2 separate regions of the Oryzias latipes genome follow, and region 2 is linked to region 1. A link is a contact called in public Hi-C data. All regions are on one chromosome and are shown on one strand. The core of a region is the stretch at or near the end of the contact, and the rest is flanking DNA. Distances in the headings are between cores, read along the strand shown. Region 1 overlaps LOC101156340 (POU domain, class 2, transcription factor 1). Region 2 holds the start of LOC101156834 (protein capicua homolog).

Evidence for each region. A called contact is a pair of places that touch in the nucleus more often than the background predicts.
Region 2: a Hi-C map of embryo shows a contact between it and region 1, with 3 times the contacts expected there. The contact joins the promoter of LOC101156834 here to the enhancer-like site in region 1. A contact is called at or near these places in 5 of 5 Hi-C or Micro-C datasets (embryo, fibroblasts and gastrula embryo).

What each region holds. Positions count from the first base shown.
Region 1 is chr11:16,679,345-16,684,952 of ASM223467v1, reverse strand. LOC101156340 (POU domain, class 2, transcription factor 1) reads right to left here. Exons shown (of 16, transcript XM_011481010.3): 16 at 1-4,419. The coding sequence ends at 4,040. Among protein-coding and RNA genes, the nearest start is that of LOC101156593, 32 kb to the left of the region's middle. Within about 2 kb of position 2,657, at least 2 of the 8 cell types and tissues checked have an H3K27ac peak or open chromatin away from gene starts, as enhancers often do. A contact at or near this core is called in embryo and gastrula embryo, where this site is marked.
Region 2 is chr11:16,748,286-16,753,893 of ASM223467v1, reverse strand. LOC101156834 (protein capicua homolog) reads right to left here and starts at 2,891. Exons shown (of 22, transcript XM_011481012.3): 1 at 2,679-2,891.

The DNA of each region.
Region 1 (5,608 bases), core at 1,408-3,907:
GCGGTTCATGAAATTCTTGCAAGGGCTAGCTTCACACCCCTCACTCCTGAGTTCAGACAAATGATGTATTCTGTGTTTTGTCTTTCTTCATTAAAGCTTGAGACTCTATTTGGTTTTTCATCAGAGGATCAGAGGTATGTGTCCAGCCCCCCCCGGCCCTCCATTAAGACGGAGAGAATGAAGCGCAATGAGGAGACGAAAAGGGGGAAAACTTACAGAGGAGGAAAAGGAAAAGTTTAGATCAAATCAAATGCATTATTGTATGGAGTGAACGAGGCTCGACTCGATGACACAGGTGACAACCATTGACTGTATATGCGAACTGGACTGAGTGACCCCTCCCCCATGGTGTTCCAAACAGGAAATACCTGCGGGTTCTGAGAAGCCAAAATCCCATAGACTTCTTTGTGGAAACAGTCTTCTTCTTCTCAGAATAACCATTCTCGATCTGCTAACTTTTTAAAATCCCGTTAATCCCAATTTTTTTAAATTAAAGTTTTAAAATGACCAAGACGCCTCAATTAAAATAGGTTCAAAGCATTTGATTGACAGATTCTCCCGAGCCCGCTTTGAATTACTAGGGGTGTGGACTTCCAACAAGCTCACCCCTGATTGGTGAGAATGGTTGCCATTAAAATGTTAACTCAGGCCGACTCCGCTCAATAACTACTTACTGACATTGTCTGGTTCCAACATGCAGGCGTTCAGGTTATGAAAATATGCTGACTGAATTGACTTTGATTCATTGGAGCTGTAAGTAAGTCCTTTTCTAAGGGTGACATCACACTCACTCAGTCCAGTTCTCACATACAGTCAATGTTGATGACACATCTGGAAAAGATAACTTGCTTTGGGTTTCAATAAAACTTTTCAGGCAACTACATCTTGGCCAAAAAGCCATGTAAAACTGAGTCTAACATGCTAAAATAACAGCTAGTCTTCTTTTGACTTTGTTTAATTTCAAAAGAACTAAAGAAAGTTTAAAAAAACAAAAACTTCAATAGTTGGTGATTTTTTTTCTTTTCTTTGTTGTTAACTTGGTGACCGCTGGGGGTTGGAAACCTTAACCATAACCTGGTGAGAAAACTATAAACTCTTTATATGGAAACAGAAGTATTGATCCGTTTTTACATGAGGGGTGAGTAAAGGTGACATGAAAGTCTGAAGAAACCTGAACCTGATAATGAGAAGTTCCTCCACCGCGGTTTTCCCACCTCCTATCTCCCCGTCTCCTGTTTCAACAGTCGTTAGGTTTGGGTTTGCTCTGCAACATTCGTCTGAGATCTTCTCGCCTTGAACTCAAGACCACCTTCCTGCCTCACTATTACCCCTGAAAAGCTAGTACAAAGAGGACTTAAATAGAATCCATAAATACATAAATAAGAATCAATAAATAAATAAGGTTAGAGACATTATAGACATAATATTCCACATCAAGCACACACCTTGCTCACACAATAAATACAAGTTTTTTACCCAACAAGGAGCCTGTGAAGAGTTTTAAAGCTTTGGGTTCTCAAACCATCATGAACGGATAAAACATGAGCGGATGAACATGTTTTATGGTGTAAAGTTTGCCTTAAAGCTTGTTGCTGGTTTTGCTTTCACGTCTCTTCCAATCCCTCCGATCGTCTCTCCCAAAAGTTAACTTTAGAAGTGGGACATTTGCGATAAAACACGCTGGTTTTCATCGTCAGTCAGGCGGCTGAAGATGTTCCAAGAATTGCAAGTGTTTCCATTTTTAGATTTAAGTTCCAACTTTTTTTTATCTGATCTGATCCAAATGAGAGTGATGGGAGCTAAAGGGGTCAAACAGAGGAGAGATCAGTGTGATGGTGAAAGCAGGGATTTTGTGTCCCGTTGGCTTCGTCTGTGGAGGATTAATCTCGGCACTCATGCAGGAACGCAGTCTGACACACAGCTTGTGCATTGGTCAACAGGTTGCTGTATTTGGTTTGTACCAAAAAAAAAAAAGATTTTGGTTTTAAGTTTTGGCTTTGTAATGTTAAACATTCTGAACAAACTGATGAGTTTAAAAAAAAATCTTTTTCTCTCATGGAAGCTACATTTTTACATTTTGTTAGCGCAAATCAAAAGTTAAAAACCTGGAGCACAATCAAAGAGACACCATGGGAAAACGTCCCATTCTCCGTTAAAAGCAAAAACCAATGAGACGAACCCAGACATCAGGAACAGACGCACAATGGAAATAAAAAAAAAATCAAAATCTATATATTCTTAAGTCAGTTTGTTGAGGTTATTCCTTACTCCATCTGTCCAGGAAAGGAAAGTGAGAGGAAAGCTGTCGGCAGAGGGAGGGAAGGAGGGAGCGTTTCTGTCTGTTGACACGAGGACGGCAATCACAGATAAATACGGACAGACAGGGCTTTACTCACCCCTTTTCTCCCTAGCTCCCTCCCCCTCTTTGTTTGTATTTGGTTTGCTTACAGTTTAATCATTCATACAGTAACTAGTAGCAGTTAAAGTAGCTTTTGGTTTTGAGTGACTTTTTGGTTTTTTTTGGTCCGCTGCTTCAAGCGCTCCTGCCTCTCCCCTTCTTTTGTCCTGCTTTCCCCCCCTCCCGGAGGCTTATTCCAACCGTTGGCTCCTCTGCTCCTGACCGCTACTCCTTCTCCTCCTCATCTCTTTTGGCCTTTTGATGTGATCTTTGGAGACAAAGGAGAGGGGCAGATGGGAGGAATGCAGGGAGGGCAGGGTTTGGGGGCAGTTTGGGGAACGTCAGTGTTTCACCTCCTCCTTTTGTTCTTTTTTTTTTTTTTTTTTTTTTTTTGGTCTTTGTTAAGCTTGCAAGACGTGTGTGTATGTTTCTCCTTTGACACTGCTGAGGTTTGTCTGGACACTCGTCTCCAGGCGAATCCAGAGACAACGCTGCCAGAGGTTAGGCTTTGGTATCCGAGAGTGACTGTCTGGTGGGAGAAGATGAGCGGTCTGGAAGATGGCGTGATGTTGAGTGGTAACAAATCAAAGACGGGAAACAATGCAAAAGAAAGCATAATTCTTTGCCTTTGGTGTGAGTCCATACTTTGGTTTCCAGACATTAGATGAATGCTGAAGATGAATATTTGGTTAAGAATTCCTTCATTTGAACAAAAAAACGACAAACCCCCAAATGTTTAAATGTTTACCTGGGATTAATGACACCGACCCCCCTAGGAGATAGTTTTTAGGTTACTTTGTTTAATGTGGGCTGTCATTATAGAGGTCAACTGATCCGCCGCTGTAAAGTTGGACGATCAGTCTCAAGTGGCTAAGACAGGGAGGTAGATATCCTGGGTTCAGGTGTAACAGACTAAGCGTCCTATGAAAGATGAGTACAAAACAATAGAAAAATAGATGCAAGTCTTGGACTAAAAAAATGGAAAAAATCAATCCTAGATGAAATGACAATGAATGAAAGCTGGACAGATCACAAGTAAAAGTCTTTTGGAACTAAAGCTTTTCTCTCCGTTTGTTGTCTTTTTTTGGTTTTTAGTTTTTTGGTATCTTGGAGATTTTGGTTTACATCAAACAAGTGTGTGTTCCTATCAGGCATCCTCCTCTCAAGCATCATATGACTATCCAGGCTCACGTCAGTCTTTTCCTCGCCTCCTGTTTCTCACACACAGTCTTCATCCCTGACCTCATCGTTTTTTTTCCTCTGTTGTCTGCAGCCTCTAAAAGCAAGTCATCCGTTTTTTTTCTGTTAGGCAAAAATGCGTTTCAGTGCCGCTTCTCCAACTGTAGTTAATTATTTGGTTTTCAAGTCCGTCCGTCCCCCTTGCCCAGCAGTTCTCTCTATCTTCTCCAGTTCTCCTCTCTCCTCTCCATCCCCCTCATCGGTCTGTGTACAATTTTTGGCTTCAGAAGACTTCAGTGGTGAGGAGCACAGAGAGAGGCGAAACCAGGGAGAAGCAGACAGAGAGATGGCTTTGGTTAAAAGGCGAGGTTGTAGATTTAGATTCTTAAAGCGTCATTGATGCTCTTCTTCCTCCTCCTCCTCATCCAGCTCGGAGAAGGCTCTTTGGGTGCCACTCAGCGATCAGTCGGCCATGGTCCCGCCCAAAGTGGGTGGCGAAGCTTCGCTGAAGGAACAGAAAGAGGCGGGGCTTGAACAAGGGGACACTGACTCCTCTTGGCACAAACTGGGGCTCATGAGGTTGCTGGTGCCAGTGGGCGGAGACTGGCAAAAAGAGGGCCTCAGGCCACACCCACTGCCGGCGCTGCTGCTGACCAACCCCATGGTGGGTGTGGAGGTTGTCGCCATGGAGGTGACCATAGGCAGGAGGCCAGGGCGGTTGAGGAAGAGAGAGGGACGAAGAGAAGAGGAAACAGTGGGGCCCCCAGGTCCTCCCAGAAGGATGTGACCTTGACCCCCTTCAAGGCTGGAGAGAGACAGCTGCCCGCCGCTGGCTGCCAGCGCTGGTCAGGTGGAGGAGATGAAGAAGCAACAACAGAGAAAGAGCAGAGGATTAAAGATTTAGAATGACAACGATGGTCAAGTGTCTAAATGTAGACCTTTAACTCCTCTAAAGATGAAGAACAAACCCAAAACTTGCAAGCAAACTAATCTGCAGCTAAAAAAACAGACGTTTACAACTGAGAAGTATGACCGTGTGAAGGAAGGAAGGAAGGAAATTTGTCTGTGTCGATCCTGAGGTTTCATGGAAGCCCAGGTTATTCTGATGGGGACATTCAGCTCATCTGCCATGTTGGGTCTGTTGTCTGGCATTGTCCTCTAAACAGATTCCTTATGGGATGTAGTCCTGGTGAGGAATGCAATTCCCCCTAAACCAGCAGGTGCTTGCTGTATTTTTAAACCTGACATTGCATTTCGTACTAAATGCAGCAGCTGATACTGTTCCTCAAACCACCACAAACTGCGGAAACTTCACATTGGATTTCAAGCAACTTTCCAAATGAAATGCAAAAAAAATGACTTTCATCTGACAGAAGGACTTTGGATCATCGAAGATCATTGCAGTTATTTTGGTCCCTAGTCCAGATAAGATCCCTCTGATTTTGTCTTTGGTTCAAGAGTGATTTGGTACAAGGAAAGTAACATTTGTAGTGCATTTCTAGGATACTCCTCCTTTTAAATCTTCCTCAAAGTCCTCAAAGAGCTTTGTTTCAAGACCTTCTAAGGGAAATTCCGTAATGTGTTTGGATGCAGCACTCGGTGAACAGCCCGCTTCTTCAGCAATGATCTGTTCTATCTTCCTTGATCAGGTCGTCAATGACTGTCTTTTACTTTTTTTTTATTAGTCTTCCCCATGGTCATGTGATGGACTGGTGAAGGCTAATAAAATGTTTATAGTCCAGGGAAACCTTTACTGGGGTTTAAAAGTAAATATCAGACTGTAATGTGACATTACGAATAACATTCATTTTATCCTTATTTTCGGAGTAAATTCAAATAATGAAAAGTCATCCATCTTTGTCTAATTAATCCATAATATATAAAAGCTTAACAGTTTCACATTAAGGCAAAAAGAAAAAAAATAGATATAAATGTGATATTTTATTAAGGTTGTATGGTCCCAATAACTTAAAAAAATACCATAACTGTTTTTAAAATCTTGTTTCTATGACTCTAAGAAATCAGATTAGC
Region 2 (5,608 bases), core at 1,642-4,141, 69 kb before region 1:
TTTAATTAAGTGCAAACCTCCATTAATCCCCATACAGTAAATTTGGTCCTATTTGGAGCTTAGTGAGTTTTAATTTCGGACACCGCCTGCATTACTTTATCCTTGGATAACCCAATTAAAAATATTGATTTTATGAATGAAAACTATTCATTAATGTATATTTTTTATTAGGAAGCAGCAGTTAGCTTGTTGCGGTGTCTGGACTCATAAGCAGTAAGTCTAAGTCTCCCCCATTTCTACCTGCTGTTCCTCCCTACCTGTTCTCATCCCCTGCAGTTGCGGGTTTGTTTCCCTCGCGCGCTCCTCAAGCGTATTCAACACACAGACAATGCAAAATACTGTCATTACAGCAGCAAGTTGACATGATAGTAGGGGCGCCCTAGCGCACATTTCAGTAACATTACATGGACATTAGCAGTTTTAGTCTAGAAAAACATGGGGGGGGGGTCCCGTTTGCGGCCTGGGCGTCTGCCAACATTGCCCATAAGAAAAACGGCCACTGAGTTTGCCAACTTGTTGCTTTAAAAACATATGTGCTTCGGAAACCTAAGGCGTGCTGCAACAGGGATTTTGGGGGGAATATGTACCAACCCTTGGAAAAAATCCCATATCTGTCAGTGATTTTGTAGTAATGCTAATTAAACATCAACATTTCACAACAGGACCTGTTAGCTAAGAGCCATCCTCCTATTTCTTGCAGCCTCTCACAGCATTGTGATGTCTGACCTCGTAATGAACTTGCTGCAATGATCTTGGCTGTTTTCTACTTCTGCTCTTGCAGACTTATGGGCTTTGACATAGTTTAGATGAGGCCTAAATTGATGGGCAGCTAGCAGTTCTACTCTGCGCTCCCTGCTCGGGTGATCAGCATATAAGTGTGTTGCTGAATGCTGCTTTTCACCTCAAGTTCTGCGTTAGCAATGACTGCATGCATATTTTCTGCACTGCTTCTGCATTTTGTCTTCATTCTTCCTCGTTAAATAAAAACAGGGTGTAATAGGCTGGGAGTTGTGTTCGTCTTATGTTACCTGATTTGCACATCTTGTTAAAACCAGACTATTTGTGTCCTATCAGGGTGTGTTGCACCTCCATACTAAGTTAGGTATTGAGTGTATTTGGTGCTGGCTGATAGCAGAGCTCCATGCAAATTCCCATTAAACCCAGACTACATAAAACAGCCACCATAAAATAATTTGGCAGCTGGCCTTAGTTGGTCATGACATAGCATGCTACATGTGTTTCTCAGTAGTGTACTGAGTACAACAGCTGGCGTGAGAGCCACGGGCCTCATGATAACAGCTTAAAGGCACACTGATGCAACCTACTCTCTGCAGATTGAAATAAAGAGCAAGAGTCCTTCTCTTGGGTGCAGCAATCATTTGGCACCGAGCAGGGGAGCAACTTAAATCTTTTTTTTTTTTTTTTTGCCAGGCAGCATTTAAGATGATATGAGTGTGTAGTAAACACCAGAGTTGGCAGAATCCAGCAGGCTAAAGTCATTTGAGGTGAGGAAAACACCACCAGCTGTTTTTCTGTGTTCCATTGACCTTTAACATTTCTACATACCATTTTGGTCCGTTTTATTCATCTAAACAGTCTTCAGTCTATCATCCAATGTCAAATCTAAATTAGATTAAAATTGTTTTAACTAGATTGCCTTTAAACAGGTTTGATAGGGTTCAAAAGTAGATAATGTGTTAACAAAAACCCCTTACAGTTTATAACAGACTTACAACAGAACACGCCTGGGACGCATACCTGCAGAAACGAGCTCAATCCACAGATAACAGCTGTTAACTTCTTCTCCAGAGCATGCAAACAACAAACGACGATGTCGTAATCTCTGGTTTAACTGGATAGTACCGTGACAAGTCATCGTAGTACAGCGATTACTACCGGTTTTACTCCACAGCACTGCAGGCCGTGGCGTGCAGCGACCAGGCCGCAGCTCAACGCTTGAAATGCCTCCTGGAAATCTTCCTCCCCGAGGATGAGAATCGGTTTAACGGGCATAGTAACCCCTAATGCCCTCCCAGGCGACCCATATTCTTCGTGCGGCGGTGTCCCGTACAGATGGGTCCACTCCTGTGGCGCGCGCGTCCACAAACACCACACAAAAGTTAAGTTTGTTTAGCCAATCCGACGGTGGCAGTCGCTGGAACGTAAACAGCTAAAGCTTCCTCGGCAACTTTGACGTTTGCGTTACTACGGTGGCGTTACAAAGTACCGAGAAGCTCCCCGCAAACACAAGTGCAAGAGGAAGGCCCGCAAACAAGACACGCACTCATCCTAATGGCCGTGAGAAAGGGGGGGAGGAAGAAAAACCCCGCACGAAAACGTGTCAGTCCGATGATGAAGAACGGCGTACTTTTCACTATTTATTCTGCGAAGTCCGGCGACAAACAGTTATGGCGTAGAATTCCTTTCTAGAGGAAAAGTTTCTCGCTCGCGGTGTGTCGCCGCACCTCTCCCCTTTTTTTTCCACCCATAGAAAAACAACCGTTCCGGCCGGACTATTTTTTATATAAATAAAATCCGCCCAGATGTCGGAAACTACGCCGCTCAGACGAGCCGCTAACTGGGCTTCTAAGCATAGCAAACAAGCGTTAGCACCGCGGCTGGAGCACAACAAGCCTCACCGCAGTGCTGCAGGAGATTTGTAGGCAGCTGGTACTCACCGAGGCTAATGGAGCCCGCGTGCCTTCCTCTGCGGAGTTGTCCGGGTAAAATGGGGCACGGTGACTCGCCGCCCGCACCTGCCAACTATCGGCCTCTCATCTTTATCTGGCGAGTCAACTTTAAAGGAGGAAAAACTACTGCCCCGTACATTCTACTCTACAGTCGCAAAATGGTGAATGGAGCCCAGCAGCCCTGACAACCAGCCCGCGCGGCCAATAGCGCAGCACGACTGTGTACAGTAGCCAATAGAAAGCGGCAGAAGTGGAGCGAGGGCGGGGCCACGTGTCAAAGTAAAACTGATTGACAGGACGGCTTGACCAATCAGCGTGTGGGAAAACACAGAACAGCTGTTGGAAAAGCCAGACTGCTGTGACCAATAGGACTCCAAGATGGGCATGTCTGAGACTTCACACAGGCACGCAGAAGAGCAGTGAAACCTTCCCCTCCTCTGTCTTTCTTTCGCTTTTTTATTGCTTTGTCATTTGTTTGTTTAAATAGTGTGGTAGACACAATTGTATACTCTCCTTTTAAAAACAGGTGTGAGCGACCCGTAAAAAGCAATTCTAAAACTTAAAAAGTGTCAGCTTCCTCTTATTAAACATTTGACTTAAAAAAAAAAACTCTTCCGCGATTTTTGTTGTGCTTTTGTGTCCGCACTCCAGTCTGAGTAATCCACAGGTTAAGTGTAGTTTCAACAAAAGACAAAAACACCAACTCCCAAATTCTCTGTCTCATCTCTCCATCTCACACACAGACAACTTTCTCAGCTCTAAGCCAATCAGAGCTCAGCAATACAGCGGAGTGCCGTCAGGTCCAGCCTCCTCCACCAATCATAGGAGCCTATCCGAGCCATACGTCACCGGAGTTGAATGTGATTGGTCGAGAGGCAGGAGGTCTGCAGGCCAATGGCCGTGTGCTATGATGAGGTCATTGTGCTTGTTGCCATCAGCTTGGCCAAACAGGAAGAGTGAAACCCAAGTGAGTAAATTGAACGCAGGATTATGGTTCCTCTGAGAGTGACCCAAATGCGCAGTAGGTCTGCCTGTGCACACACAAGCAGACACAGACGGGTGTGCACGGAGCAACACAACATGCAAATGATCAGACACAAACAAAACTCTTGAGTAACACATCCTGCAGGGACTTCATACAACAGAACTATGTTCTGTTTCCATAGGGGACAGACGCAGAAGGGGATTTTCAGTCAATGATCACACAATCTTGGCTGTTGCAGTGGTGCGCACTGAACTCCCGACTACACAAACGCAAGCAATGACAACAGGGAGCACACATTCAAGCAAGCACCTGCACACACAGCATAGTGAGAACACGCCTGAGCGTTATATAAGCTGTACGTGTGGTGGAGCATGCACACACACAGCCGTTTGAGTAGCTTGTGCAGACAAGGCAGCCTGTTTAGAATCCACAAACACAATAACACCCTCTGATCCTGTGCACACTCGTGCTCATTAATTTATTTGCTGTGCATCATTTATTGCCATAACATGTGCAACTTGTGACCGAAAAAGCAACGTGGCAAAGTGCAGAGAGACTCCACACCCATGGTGGAGAAGCACAGCAGTCTGACTGCTTTCACTTGGAGGGCGGCTGGTTTCGTAATGCTTCACCGAGAAACAAACCTCTGCGTGAGGACAAGATACAAAGACGAGGTTCCAGTCAAAGATGGAGGGGAACCAGATGCTGAAGGACAGACAGAATGGGACTTCCTGCTGCATAAGTGGAGTTGTGAATGAGCCCTGCAAATCCATGTGGCATTAACACCTTTAAGCACTTTCTAAGAACAAGGCTGAAAACTGCAGCTAAGCCCCTCCCAAATCCTGTGGACTTTAGGGCCACTTAACTGCTAAAAGGCTCCACGAGGCCCTGCACCACGACCAACGCCACACTCCAACGCCCTCCGATTCAAGAGCGACAAAGATCCAGCCTCTTCAGCGGGGCCAATATTCTCAAGTTGAGCAGATGTAGAACAGATTCAGCAGCAGGTGTGAATGATTCACCCAAACACTTACTCACAGACAATGCTTACACAATAAGCTCGTAAAGCTCTAAATAACCTCCTCGTGTTAGCTGTCCAGGTCCTCCCAAATCTGTTTGAGCACGGACGGAGAAGAACCGCTGAGGACCATGTGACAGCCCCCACGGTGACTCAGCAGTATGGCTTCAGTCCTGTAATCATGTAATAAATATCATCACTTTTCCCATCTAGGATTCACAAAAACACGTGAGCTCTAAAAAATAGCAGCTTCCAACTAAATGCAGGTCTATATGCCAGTTTTTCTGTAAAACTATTACAAAAAAGAGACTCTGAAAGCACTTCCGCGTTCATGCCAGAATGTGCAAACGAATATGAGAGCCTGCAGTCCTTAAATAGCTGTTAACTGGCTGATTGACAGGAAACATGTACTCAACCAGAGTACTGTCAGCTCCAACAGTGGGTTTTAAAATTCAGCAAGGGAGTTAGACCGGCAGACTGCCAAAGAAAAAGTAAAAATCTGTACATTGATGCCTTTACTACCACTTTAAATCATCAATTAGATATCTTTGAGACCCATTCTAATGGGTTTAAGGTGTTTTTAAGATGTTCTTGTAGCCTTTTCTGATTATGGAGGACACAAAAAAATAAAATTCATATTATAATTAGATTTCTGATTATTTCTTTATTAAATTCATTGGGACTTAGGAGCAGACAAAAAATGCAGTTTGAAAAAGTTTGTAGTTGTTGTATACAAACTACAATCAGCAGGCTATGACCTTCCTGCTGTGCTACATTTTGATGGACCCACTTGTAGAAAAATAGATCCATGAACTTCTTTGTTTTCCTTGTCTGAGCTGGTCTCTGGTTCAAAAACTCGACATAATCATCATTAAAAGACCACTGGGAATGCTTTAAAATAGATCAAAAGATGTT